Linked DNA regions of Capra hircus: region 1 is linked to region 2. Evidence: chromatin contacts called from public Hi-C data. All regions are on one chromosome and are shown on one strand. Each heading gives the region's core, a stretch centred on a gene start, on an enhancer-like site or on the middle of the called end of the contact. The rest is flanking DNA. Distances are from core to core; before and after follow the strand shown. Region 1 holds the start of NRXN2 (neurexin-2-beta). Region 2 overlaps NRXN2 (neurexin-2-beta).

Region 1 (6,328 bases), core at 1,538-4,037, 33 kb before region 2:
AGGCACCTAGCTACCACAGGCAATATCCGAGGACCTGCCAGTGGCCTCAGTCCCCTCCCTCAAAGTTCCTTGATCCCAAGCCCATCTTTGCCTTTGAGACCCCACACCCCTGGCCTGTTCCTCACCTGGGGTACCTCCTCCTCCCACCCTGTTCTCAGCTGCAGCTCGGCCACCTGTTGGGTACTCCCCCCCACCCCACACTGCCCCTCCTTCTGTCCTCAGCCCCCTCCTGCCCTTCCCCCTCTCGAGGCTGTAATATCCGTTTCACGATTTGGGGGCTGAGTTGCTATAACAACAGACGGGCGATTGTGCTGTGAAGAGCAGCTCGCTCCCTGCGCAGCCTCCCGAGCTGCCTCCATCCTGCAGCCTGGTCGGCGCCCCTCCCTGCGGCCCCCCAACCCCAGCCGTCCTCTGCCGGTGTGTGTGTACGCATAGAGGTGCCCAGGTCGGCTCCGGCTGGGAGAGTGTGACACCCAACTGCCTTTTTGTGGTTGTCCATGTGAACTCGGCGGACAAGCTTCCCGTTGTGTGTGTGTGTGCATGTGTGTGCACAGGCGCGCACGCTGTGTTTGCGGCATTCCCCTCCACCGTGTGTCCTCACTGGACTGTGCGTGGGAGAAGGGCCACATTGGGTGGGTGCCTACTGGGCAGAGGTGTCTGGATGCGGTGGGCCCCAACTACATCTAGCAGTGTGAACCTCGGACCTGGGTGGGGAGAGACATCATTGTAACTGGGGGAGGGGCAGGGAGGCACAGCAGCTGCCAGGTGACCTTTCCTGCCCTTGGTGGGGAAGGGTGGCCCAGGGAACCGAGGGGGGTGTGTGTGACCACACAGAGTGTGTAAGTGCTCACTCTTACATCTCCCCCCACCCTTTCACACACCCATCCATAAGGGTTTGAGAGTCTTTGTGAGTCACTGCACCTGTTTGCCCATCTATGCCCTGGAGTCTGTGTGTGTTATATGTAGTGTGTGTGTGTGTGTGTGTGTGTGTGTGTGTGTGCGCGTAGGCTGCAGGGAAAGCGTCAATGAGGGGATGGGCAGGGCAGTAGGTTCTGGGGTCAGAGAGGCAATTCCACGTCCACTGGCCCTGACTCAGCAGTTCCCATTCTCTGGCTCAGCTAGTGGGCTTGGTGGAGGCCATCCTGAGGGTCTGTCCAAGGTCAGCGGAGGCCCTCCAAGTCTGGAACCTGGCTCAGGGATCTCTCTTTCCAAGCCCTAGGGTTCTATGGCCTGGGTTCCCCCTCTCATCCCCTCACAGGCTGGGGAGAGAGCTCTCTTGAGGGGGTGTGGGTCCCCATACATCTACTCAGTAATTGACCACTCTGTGCAAAGTGCCTCAGGCGCCAGGATGACCTCGCGGGAAGGTCCTCTGTGTACACCTGTTCCCCTAGGCATGCACTTGCCCCAGGCCCCTGTGTGCACAAGTTTGTGTATGTTCTTGAGCAAGCATGTGTTTCCTGTGGGTGTTGTACCATGGTGGGGGAGGCATTTCTGTAGGTGTCCCTGTGTGTTCCTTTGGGAATGCCTATACACACATGGATAGGTGTGGATGGCCATGAGCATGCCTCTGAGTGCCGGTGCTTGCAATAGTGGTCGAATGTGAGTGTTCTTGCGTGTAGCCTCTGGCTAAGGAAGTGCCACCTACCACTGGCTGTGCAGATCACAGACCCTGCAACAGAAATCAGGGTCATGGAGTGAGCTGGCAGAATGGTCACACACACACACTCACAAACACACACACACACTCACACACACACACACACACACACACTCTGCCTCATTCAGAAACTCAGTGTACCCGACTTTGTGGTACACTGGCTGGTGCCAGGGCCCACCTTGGGCTGGCTGAGTGAATGAGGGGCCCCTTCTTCCACATTCATAGCCATGCAGTGATGCTGACGCCCTCACGGGGAAAACCTTCACTCCAGTACCACATTCACTCTGAAACTTCTGGTTTCAGAGTTCTGGTTGAAGGGAGCTCCTGCCAGCTTCCCTTCAGTGCTCCAGGCTGTGTGAATCCACAGCCCTGCCCCTCAACCTGCTGCTAGTCCAGAGTTCTAGGCAGGACCGGGAATCAGGCTTCAAATTCTGGGATTCCCATGAGGCAGGGCTGTGAAACTCTAAGCCCCTAGATCTACCCCGCCCCCATCTCTGCCTTTCCCTCCCTCACCGCGCCTCTGTCCTTTTCCCAGGAAAAACCTCCCCTCCTCACTTCTAGGGGCAGCCAGGGAGCCCTTGGGCAGTAAGAGGCAGAAGCCAGGCAAGGGCTGGGAAAGGCACCTTACAGGCGCGGGCGGGGTCTCGTTTCCTTAGGCTCCGGGCAACCCGGGCCCGACATTAGGCGTGGCCAGCAGAGGGCGCTGCGGCCCGGGCCCCGCGCAGGTCCTGCTCCCTCGGTGCCCGAAGTCTGGGCCCACGGCTTCCCCTTCGACTCGCCCCAGCCCCTGGAGCTGCCACGCGGTCCAGCCGGCCGGGGGGTGCGGGACCCCAGGGCAAGAGGCTAGGGCGACTGGGTTTCCGGAAAAGTCACTGGGGCTGGTTTCGGATGTCTGCTCGGTTTCGGGGCCCAGGCGCCAGGGCTAAGGACCTCGAGAAGCGGGAAAGAACTCGGATACCCTGAGACTGGAACGCCTGGGTTCCTCGCCGAGGAAGGAGGTGGGCCTGTGGAGCAGCGGCGGGCACCGGCGGCCTCTGCGCCTTCGCATTGGCTGCGCCGCTCGTCCGTTAGCGCGGCGTGATCCAATGCGCGCGCCCGGGGGGCGGGCACTGGTGCTGATGCTGCCGTCAGTCGGTGTTGCAGGGATGCGGCGGCGGGAGCAGCCGCCCTGACTCGCGGAGCATCCTCCCCTGAGCGGCACCGCGGCGGGGCGGGTGGACCAGCAGGCGGGCGGGGACGTGGCGGGGAGCGAGAGAGGCGCGAGGCGGCCGACGCTGCTGGCCCTGGTTCTGCCAACCGCCGGAGACGGGGCGGCCCCGGGGTTCTGATCCCCACCCTCCTCCTGGCGCCCCCAGAACCAGGTACGGGGTGAGGGGGGGCTGCGGCGGAGACGGGCGGGGGGCGGGAGCCGATCGGGGGAGGGGAACGATTGGAGGGGCGGGGGAGGCAGGAAGGATGGATTGGGGGGCGGGGGCGCTGCCGCGCTGAGAGGGCTGGCTGGGTGACAGCGAGGCGGCTAAGCGGCTGGGGGGGTTGGGGATAGGAGGCTCCCTGTGGAGGGGCACTGGCCCCGAGCTGGGGTGAATGGAGGGGGGTGGGAGGGATGGTCACTGAAGAAGGAATGGGGCAAGAAGGAGGTGCACCCGGAGGGCTTGTGAGGGAGGCTCTGAAGCGGGGGGGTCCCCAGCCTCTGCTAGCCCCAAGGGCTGGAAGCAGTGCTCCTCCAGAGGGAATGGGGAGCTGTTGTGCTCTGAAGGGTCTGCAGGGGAGACATCAGCGAGGAACTGGGCTTGGGGGGTGGAGAGGGGGCTGGGGAGGGGAAAGGAGAGAAGTGGAAAAGCAGGGAGCACAGGGCCAGGCCAAGAGCTCCATACTGGGGGCACCATGGAGGACCAGGCTTTCCTGGGGGATGGCAGCCAAGGGGAGAGGAGGTTATTGGGAGGGACCAGAGGGGAAGGGGCCAAGGTGCTCCAGGCAGAGATGGGTATGTGCTGGTGGAGAGCCGGGAAAGATGGGGGGCCTGAGGGATAGAAGCGGAAGCTTGCGGGGGAAGGTTGGGGATGATGAGAGGGGGAGCCTGGGAAAGCAGTAGGAGGGGGCTGTGCCAGGGTGGGAAGGCGCTGGGGGCGGCGACAGGGTTATGGGCAGAGAGTGCTGCAGGGAGAGGAAGCTGCAGGGCCCTGGGCTTGCTCCCCACCCCCAAAGAGGAGGGGACCATTCCTCTCGTCCCAGCCTCCTCCCCAGTCAAGGAGCCATCTCTCTGCTCTGGGTTCTTTGGGCTGGGGTGTGAGCCCTTGAAGCCTTGATGGGCCCTTGGAGGCAAAACTGGCTTTGGGGGGCTGTTGTGGTCTCTACCCTCCAGCCCCACCTGAGTCCTAGGTGAAGGAATTCAGTGCCTCGTTGAACCAGCAAGGGCTGGGAGGGGACTATTCCTTGGTGCCTGGAGGTGAAGGGGGAAGCTGTCCAGACTGGGAGTGATGAAATCCGTCTTAGGGTGTGGGTCTCAGGTCTCCAGTCCTCTTGACTGCCTCGAGGCTTCCAAACACTTCTGGCTTTTTCTGTGCTGGGGGGTGGGGACATTCATTTCTGCCCCTCCCTCTTGTCCACGTTGCCAGTGTCTAGGTGTTCCTTTTGGGGCAGGGTATACTCCTGGGCCTTGCATTCTCTATCTTCTGCCAGAGAAGTAGGAAGAGAGAAGGAGGAGAGAGGAGGAAAGAGAGGAGGGAGGTCGGCTGATCTGTTCACCGTAAGGCCGTCTGTTTCGTGGGGCTTTGGCCACTCAGGTCCCTAGCTCCTCCTGCCTCCAGGAATGCTGGAATCCGAGGCTGGGCTGGATCTTTCTAGGGGCTGGGGGAGAAGGGTCTGGCTAGGGAGGTTCCTTCATTCCTGATAGAGGAGGTGTTCTCAGATCCATCGTGGCCTCAGATCCACAGGGGTGGGCAGGACTGACCAGCAGGCAGAGGCCAGGCGGGCAGTCACAGCGTGGCTGGGGATTTCTCTCCAGGAGCCCAGGCCTCTGCTGGCTTCTCAACCTGGGCTGAGTCCACACTCTGAGTTCCTGAGAGGAGGGGGCTGGGTTCGAGAGGGGATGGCAGGGATCTCTGTCCCCTCCAGGCCTCCAGTCTCTATCCAGCTACCCTCTCCTGCCTGCCCTTGCCAGTGACACAGACAGCTTGACACGGATACGTATGCTCGGTGACACCCACCCAGACACACACCTACACAGGCACATACACCTGCGTACACAATACACCTCCTAGCAGCACACCGCCTACACTCCCCGCCCAGAGAAACAGCCACCTCGCTGCCTGCCTCAGAGACCTCCCCCGGGTGCCCTGCTCTGCTGTGACACCCTCGGGGCCCCCACGTGCCCCCAGAGCCTCAGTGCCCCGCTGTCAGCTCTCTCCCTCAGATGCACACAGCCCCCGCTCCGTCCAACCAGGCACCACCTCAGATTCGTACAGGCGCACCTGTACTCTTCCAACAGACCCTCACTCCGAGACACACCCTCTCCTCAGAGCCCCACCCCCCCATCATTAAGCACCGCGTTCTCTTCTGGGTCCTAAGCACTTTGCCCCAGGCTTTCGTGCGCATGACCACAGCCCCTTTAGGTCTGACCTGGTGCTCAGCCACACCTGTCTTCCTCAGAACCTTCCCATTTCTGGGCTCTCCGCCCCTAGCACTAATCCTCACGCGTGGGGGCCCTACCCCGGCATGGTGCCAAACTGTCCATTCGTTCTCAGCCCCCACGGGGACACCGAACCTGACAGGGCGAGCCCGCTCCACCTGCCCAGCCCCTCCTCCGCCCGGGCGGCCCCTGGCCTGGGCCTGTCCACACCCGCAGGGCTGCAGCCCTCAGAGGCTCATTCAGCAAACAGTCTGGCGTGTGCACAGCACCTAGCCCATCCTCGCTCCTTCCAGAGCCCTCTCTGTTGCCGCCACGGTGGGGTAGAGTCAGAGAGAGGCTGCCTGGACTCGGCTCTGCCCCTCCGTGAGCCTCAGTTTCCTCATCTGTAAAATGGGGGGTCCCCACCTACCTCGTGGGGTTCTTTCGAGGAGTAGGCCAGATGATCATGATGACAATAATAATAACAATGACTGTATTCACAGGCATTCTGTGTTTTATTGCACTTCACAGATAATTCTGTTTTTTGCAAAGTGAAGGTTTGTGCCAACCCTTCATTGTCAGATGATGGTTAGTGTATTTTAGCAATAAAGTATTTTAAAATGAAGGTATGTACATTGCTTTTTTAGACACGATGCTGTCACACATGGGACTATAGGATCATAGGCTACCGTACAGTGTGACTGGGAAACAGAAAATTTGTGTGACTTCCTTTATTGCAATATTCGCTTTATTGTGGCGGCCTGGAATTGAACCCGTGGTATCGCCCAGGTTTTGGAGTAGGCACACTGTCCCTGCCATGAGCCTGGCTCTGTGTTAAGCACTCTGTGAACTTTGTCTGATGTGTTTGTCCTGCCCCCAGTAAATGGCAGCTACTTCCATGTTCATCATGACCTTCCACGTGCGCACATACGCCTGTCATGGGCACTGTTAGGAATGTTCCCAGGCACCTCCTGCTTACTCACAAGGCCACCCCTGGAAGCCATCTGTCCCCTCTGAATTGCTGGGATGTACCCACCCAGGGCATCATCCCTCAGCTGTGCACA
Region 2 (6,906 bases), core at 4,214-6,713:
CCCTCCACCTTCTATTTCGGCATCGGGGCCCCTCCCCTCAGCTCTGGGCTGGGGGCTTTCCCCCGATGTCTGTCACAAGTTAAAAGGGTTTTTAAATTGTGGCAGCAAAAGCTTTTTTCTCCCCTCTCTCTGGCTGATTTTGATGACTCGTGTTTTCTTTGTTTCTTTCCCCTTTTCTTTCTTTTTTTCTTCTTTTTTTTCTCCTCTCTTTCTTTCTCTCCTTCCCCTTTCCAAGGTCCGGCTCACCTGACGTTAAACAGCGAAGGTATGGTTTGAAGCTCTGGTTTGGTTTGGATTGGATGGCCCCCAACCTGCGCCTGGATTTTTCTGGCCCCGCCCCCTCCCCACCCCTCCCCCTCCCCCACCTGCCCCGCCTCCTTCCTGCCTTCCTACCCTCTTCCTCTGCCATAGCTTTATTTTATTGGGTGCTGGGGCAGGGGGGCGGGGGGCTGGTCCCGGTGTGTGCTCTCCCCTCCCCTAACTCCCCCGACTCACTCCATCCGCCCTCATCCCACCTTGGTTTCTGACATCAAGAGATGTTTGAACTCCTGCCGTTGTCTCCAGTCACCTTTTTTGCGTTTTCCTGATAGTGTATCTTGCTTCTTTTTTTTTTTTCTTTCTCATGGTGGTGTTTTATTTCCTTCCAGTCATTCTGATCATTCTTTCTCTTCTGTGAACCCAAATACAAAGAGAAAAGCATGGGCTGGAGGAAGAGGATTTTAGGCAGCCTCATTCCCCTCACTCTGCTGCTGTGGGATGCCCCCTTTCCACAGCCCCCCGTGCCGCCCCACCCCGGCCCATACACCCTCGCCGGTGACCTGAGGATGTCTCCTGACCCTGTTTGACAGATGAGGGCATTTAAGCCCAGAGAGATGAAGTGACTTGCTAGTGATTACACAGCCTTTAATTGGTGGTACCGTTGGGACTGCTCAGCTATTTTTAGCCTCCCTTCGACCAAGTCCTTACCGTCTTTAAAAGCCCTGGTGTTCAGCAAACCTGGAGACAGAGCCCAGGAGTCCTGACCACGATCCCCCAGCTCTGACCTTCCTGTCACTGACTCCCTCCCAGACCCTCAGGCACTGCTCCCCTGCCCAGGGTGGTTCTCTGTCGGGGCTCACCTTCCAGAGAGATGGGGTGACGGTCTTAGCCTGTAAGCAGGAGAGGCCTACAGGATGCAGGCTGGGCTGTGGGGAGAGACTGAGATCTGGAATGTGATGGATTTAGGCCTGGGGCGGTAGAGACCTGGAATTCGTGCAGGGATGTGAAATTATGGCAAGAAATGTGTGAAGGGAGGAAGTCCCGAGTGGGTAGTCAGGGCCTGGTGGGTTGATTCACATCCTTCTTGCCTCTCAGTGCCTGGTTCTGGAGATGCCAGCTATGGCTTACCATTGTCATAGATGAAGGCCTGAAGGATTCCCTAAAGCCCCCACCCCCATCCCCACCCCACCCCCGAAAGGCCACAGCTCAGGCATTATTCTAGCTTTAGTTCTGGGGGTTGGGGTTGGAGTCAGGGCCCAGACAGGGACTTTTAAACTCCATCCTTGAGTTCCCCTCAAGAACCATCTCCTAGGGGCTGGTGGTAGCTGTGGTGCCTGGGAGTCACTGGTCGGGGTGGGCAGAGAGCTCAAGGCAGCCTGGGGCCCAGATGTGGCGACATGTGCTTGCGGGGACTTTGGAGAGGAGGCCCAGGGTCAGGGGACTGGGCAGTGGGGAGCAAGATGTCCTCCCTGAGAAAGGCCTTCCTGCCCCCACGGTGAGCTTGGCCTGGCAGGACCTGCTGGTGTGCACGGCCCTGCTGCGGGCACCATGCAAGGACCAGGAGCCAAGGGAGTGTGACCCCGCCCCTGGAAAGCCCCTCAGTCTGACTGGCCAAGAAGTGGACGAAGGCAACCTTGAGAGCACACACTGCAGTAAATGAACAGCTGTAGACGGAGAAGCAGGCTTGCCTTGAATATGGCAGAGAACAGAAGAGGGGTTTGGTGTGGGAACGGGGGCGGTTTTAGAAGAGGGGTTGCTGTGTCAAGCGATTGCATGAGCGGAAGAGCAGGAACCTGGCCCAGCAGGTCGGGGTCGAGAGTGGCCGTGAACGTTCAGGGCCCCCAGGACCAGAGGGCTGTCCCATTGGCAGGCGGTCGGGCAGAAGGGGCTCCTCAGCCAGCAATGAGGCCTCTGCTCTTCCATCCTAATCTCCCCAGCCCTGGGCAAGGGGTGGAATCCGTGGCTGAGTCTGATGGGGTTCGTGGGGCTGGTGTTCTTGGTTTGTCAACCAGCTCCTTCTCCAGAGGCCCTGAAGCAGATGAGTATCCAGAGCACACTCCCACCCTCACTGTACCTCCAGGCAGGTGCTCTGCCCTGGAAAAGGCCCTCTATCACCTCAAGGCTGGGGTGGGACTGCCTGGCTAGCCCCCTGTGCCTGACTCCCCAATTCTGCTTCTCCAGTAGGGTCCTTACTGTTCTCCGAGGGGGGGGCCGGGAGAGGAGGAGCCGGCGATGTGCACCAGTCGTCAAAAGGTCAGTGACCCCACGGTCCCCAGAGAGCCCAGCCCTTACCACCCCCGCAGGCCAACTTCACTTTCTGGAGGGCAGCAGAGTCAACAGAGGCCTCGAGCCTTCTCCTGGCTCTGAGGTCTACCCCGCACTCGTAGTACCTGCCCTGGTGTGAAGGGTCACAGAGCTCCATCTCTTTCCCAAAGCCCTGTTGTCCTGATGACCTATTTCTAGAACACAGATGTCTTCTTGTGGCAGTTGTTTAGGCCAAAGAACAGGGATGCCTTGAGAGTACCTGTTTCCCTGGGAGAGTGGCTGGGCAGCAGGTTCGACACCCCGTTTAACCATCACATTCTGAAGGCATGCTCGGTGTCAGCCCAGGGGGATTCTGGTGAAGACACTGGCATTTTTAATAGGTATGTAACACAGGCGTCACTTTAGTGAGCCTTCACGCCCTCCCCCCACCCCCCACCCCCCGCTGGTGGAAGGGCTTGTGGCCCTTGGTTTACAGATGAGGAGACTGACCTCACCAATGCCCCTGAGGCCAGCCTGGGGCCCTTTATCCTGTCTCAGGGCTGTAGGTTTCAAGCTCCCTATTTTTCCTGCACTAAGGCTATCTCTTAAGAGAATCTCTTCCTAAGAAGTTTGCAGGGCAGGGAAGCAACCCCTCAAGGAGCTCCAGCGGGTGCCAAGCCCTAGGGCCATCAAGTCCTGTTCTTTAGGATGTGCTGTTCTGTTGGCCTCGATTTCTGCCATCTCTGCCCTCTTCCCCAGCCGTTTGGTATCTCTTTCAGCTGACTCTCGAAAAACAGCTAGGCCACCCGCGCTGGAAGTCTCCCCCAAGTTCCCTCGGCAAACCCCAGACTCTGCACGGCGTTCCCTTTGTCTGCACATTCATTATATCACTCGCCACACGGCATCGTAACTGTCACTTTACCTGGTTGCCTCCCCCTCTCAACCGAGCTCCCTGAGGACAGTGATTGGGTATTTTCGTTCATATACCCCCGATGCTTTCCATGGCTCCTGGCACATATGTAGGCGTGTACTCAGCAGATTTATTTTAAATGGGTGAATGGGCTCTGTCCTCAAGGGGCTCATTGACGTTCTAACAAATAACTACAATACAGTGTTGGTACATGCAAAGTATAGGCAAAGTGCAGACTTTGTGCAGAGGAGTTAATTTATTCATTGATGGAGAGAGAGAGAGAGGCAGCGCATACACACACAGAACGTTACATCCCAGTAACACAAGTCGTTTATTTGTGGAATGGTTTACAGTTTAGGAAGCCTCACCCCATCCAGTCTCTTTCTAGATGCCCACAGCAACCTGGGAGGTAGGCAGCTGATCAGCTTCTTTGTCCTGAGGAGGAAGCTGGGCCTTAGAGATGCTGCCTCTTGGCCAAGGTCACAAAGCTGGTGCAAGAGCCAGCATTAGTGCCCAGGTCTTCTTTTTCACATCATACTTCCTCTCAAGGGAGCAGTACAAGATGTTACTAGGCAGTAAGTGCCAAATGAGCAGAACAGACAGCTGTAGTGCTTGAGAGCAGGGAGGGGCTAAGGGGGCTGGAGACCTTCCCAGAGGAGGGCTTTGAGCAGGGCCTGAAAAGGAGGCGGCTGCTCTGCCCCTCACGGCCTTTAAAGGTTCAGGACCATAACAGCTGGTCTCCAGCTACATCCAGCTTGACTGGGGACACTGGTAGGGCTCCACTTCCCCGACCCTGGGAGACAAACGAGTGTCAGCAGAGACCCCTTGCCTGTGCCAGGGACGGTTAGGAGTGGTAATGTTCAAGTGATGCTGGGAGTTGTAGTTCTGGGGCGTCTACACGGCGGCGGGATGGGAGCGAGCGCCCCCTGCTGTTCCATGTCCCGCTTCTTTCAGATCTGCTTCACACTCTCGGGAGTTCAGTGGGCCTGGTGACCCCCATATCCTTACCTGACAGACGGCCCCCCCATCCCCACCAATCCCAAGAGGTCCTTCTGCTTCCTCCCGACCCCAGGGAGGTCTCTGTCTGTCCTTCCCACCGTTCTTGGGTTTTCTGGTTCACATTTACTCATCTCTTCTCCGTCGCTCTCCTCCAGTTCTTCCAGGTTCCCTCTGGCTCCTCCAAGCCTCTTCCCATCCCTGGCCTGCTGGGTCTCTGGCGGCGGCAGGCAATGGAGGACACGTTTACTCTGGCTCCTCTCCCAGGAGACCGGAGTGGAGCCCGGCAGAGTCGAGGAATGGCCTCGTCTCTCCACTTTGCCTTGGCAGCTGGGGCCCGGCTCTAGGCCCGCCTCTCTCCTTTTCACAGGGCTCTTTTGTTCTGTTCCAATCACTTTTCCACGTGGTTGCCTTATTCTTTCCTTTCTTTCTGTTTGACTCTCCTTTTAATATTTTCTTTGACTGCCGTGAAGGTGAGGGAGTGGGAGGGGAGGCCGGGCTTTCGGGAGAGACTAGGACATGGAGCAAACTCAAGGTCAAACACGTTCCCTTTTCTGGTCCTTGAGCCCCCCGGCTCTGCCAGTGCCTGGGCAGCAGGCCTGGTTGCTATGGAAACAGCAAGGCCTTGGCTTCCTTTCCCTAGAGGTCTCTGTCCCCCTTTCCTTGCTGGCCCTCTTCCATCACCCTTACCTGTCCCCTCCCGGTTAGTGCTTGTCTTTATCCAGATTGCTTCCCCATCATCTCTTGCTCATTCCCAACTCTGTGCTGTCTCCAGACCCCTTCTGTCCCCCATGGTCCATCTTTCTCCTTCTCCACATGGCCTGCCTCCACATCACCATTCTTCCCTACTTTTCCCTCCTTGTCTCTCCTTGACTCCTCTTTGTTTTCTGGCCCTCTCTGCTGGAGCCCTCAGGTGGGCAGAGTGGGGCTTCCAGCTGTCCCCACGTGGCCCGTGCCCCACCAGCCATTGCTGCCCCACAGCCTCAGGAAACCGGGCCTTGCCAGCTGCAGCGAGTGCTGTGCCAGGCTCTGGGGCAGCAGCTGGTGCCTTGGCATCCGGAGGCAGTGAGGACTGAGTCTGCGGGCAGCCTGCCCGGAGGGAGAGCAGGGCTGTTGTGCAGGGGAGGGGCATCTGCAGGAGGCGCACCAGAGAGCCCCGGCTTCCACACGCCGTGCTGATGGTGGGGCTTGGCACATTGTGGGCAGGTGGCTTCTGAGGGCCGAATGCCCTGCCTCTTCCTGGGCTTGGGGGCCTGTGCTGAGAAACTCCGCCCTTCACGAAGGCCCTCAGCCGGCTGTCTCGTTCACTCCCAGCCTCACCTGCGAGATGGGTGGGCCCAGCTGGGAGAGTCCTGTCAGAGTCCAGGTCCTCTGTGCTCCCTGGACTCCAGGGCCCGTTTTCTTCCCTTGACGGATGTGGGCTCTGGCTTGTGAAGGTGTAGGGTTAGGACCCCACCTTCCCACCACTAAGCCGTTGTCATCCATTTGTAGAAAGCTAAATGCCCCTAAGGCCCTTCCAGTTGTTTTCACTTCTGTTTAGAGTGCCAGTGAAAGGAGCCCTATGCTGGGTGTATACACACACACACACACACACACACACACACACACGAGCCAGGCCTGCCTGTGTATCTTGCCTCCAGTCATCTCCTGGCACACAGGGGTCCTACACCTGCCCTCTGGCCACCCTGGGAGGCGCTCAACCTAGGACCTGTCAGCACTGTCCTCTCAGGTTGGACTAGGAAGTTGGCGCGGATGGTGACAGCCATCGAGGTGGCCTCCTGTGTAAGCCCCGCCCCCTGCTCCCTGGCACATCTGTCACCCACATCACCCTCCCATGTGTCTTCCCCTTGCCCCCCACCCCATTCTCTCCATTTGCTCAGTGCTATGAAGCAGGCCTACGAGTCCCATCCCAGGTGGTCAGACTTGAGACTGTTCCCAGGCAGTGAGAATGGCCATCACCAGAAAAGAGGCAGGAGGGGGAAGTGGGCTGCACTCAGGAGACCCTTGGTGCCCCGCCAAAGGGGGACACTCTAGGAAGACTTCAGGTGCAGCCTCTTGTTTCTCTTCCGCATCTTTCTGTTAAGGGGAGTGGCTGGGGGAGGGCTGGTTGGGGAGGAGATGGTGAGACTGTTCGCTTCTGTCTGCTTCGCCTGGCCCTGTGGCAGCTTAATTGTCAGCTGTCAGTGTGAGAGCCACTTAGCAGCCTCCTGCCTTGGAGCTAGGCGTGGAGGAAGCTGCTTCTGACAGCAAAGACGTCGGGGTCCAGAGAGGAGGGGGCCAGTGGGAGGAGGGGAGAGAGCCTACAGCTTGCAATTGGGATCGAGAGGCTCTGGGTGCCCTGGACCTACGCCCGGTGGCTGGAGGGGAAGAGGGAGGTCTGGAGTGCCCACGCCGCTCAGCCCTCTTCCGTTTCCCTACGGCGGCATCCAGGCAAGGAAGAGTTTGTGGCGACCTTCAAGGGCAATGAGTTCTTCTGCTACGACCTGTCACACAACCCG

What was found. Hi-C and Micro-C count contacts between places; a contact is called where the count stands out from the background.
Region 1: a Hi-C map of blood shows a contact between it and region 2, with 4 times the contacts expected there. The contact joins the promoter of NRXN2 here to the enhancer-like site in region 2. A contact is called at or near these places in 2 of 5 Hi-C or Micro-C datasets (both in blood).

The regions. Positions count from the first base shown.
Region 1 is chr29:43,386,168-43,392,495 of ARS1.2, reverse strand. It overlaps NRXN2 (neurexin-2-beta), which reads left to right and starts at 2,787. Exons shown (of 21, transcript XM_018043415.1): 1 at 2,787-3,018.
Region 2 is chr29:43,354,953-43,361,858 of ARS1.2, reverse strand. NRXN2 (neurexin-2-beta) reads left to right here. Exons shown (of 21, transcript XM_018043415.1): 4 at 236-265; 5 at 2,440-2,511; 6 at 6,839-6,906. Among named protein-coding and RNA genes, the nearest start is that of NRXN2, 31 kb to the left of the region's middle. Within about 2 kb of position 5,463, at least 2 of the 5 cell types and tissues checked have an H3K27ac peak or open chromatin away from gene starts, as enhancers often do.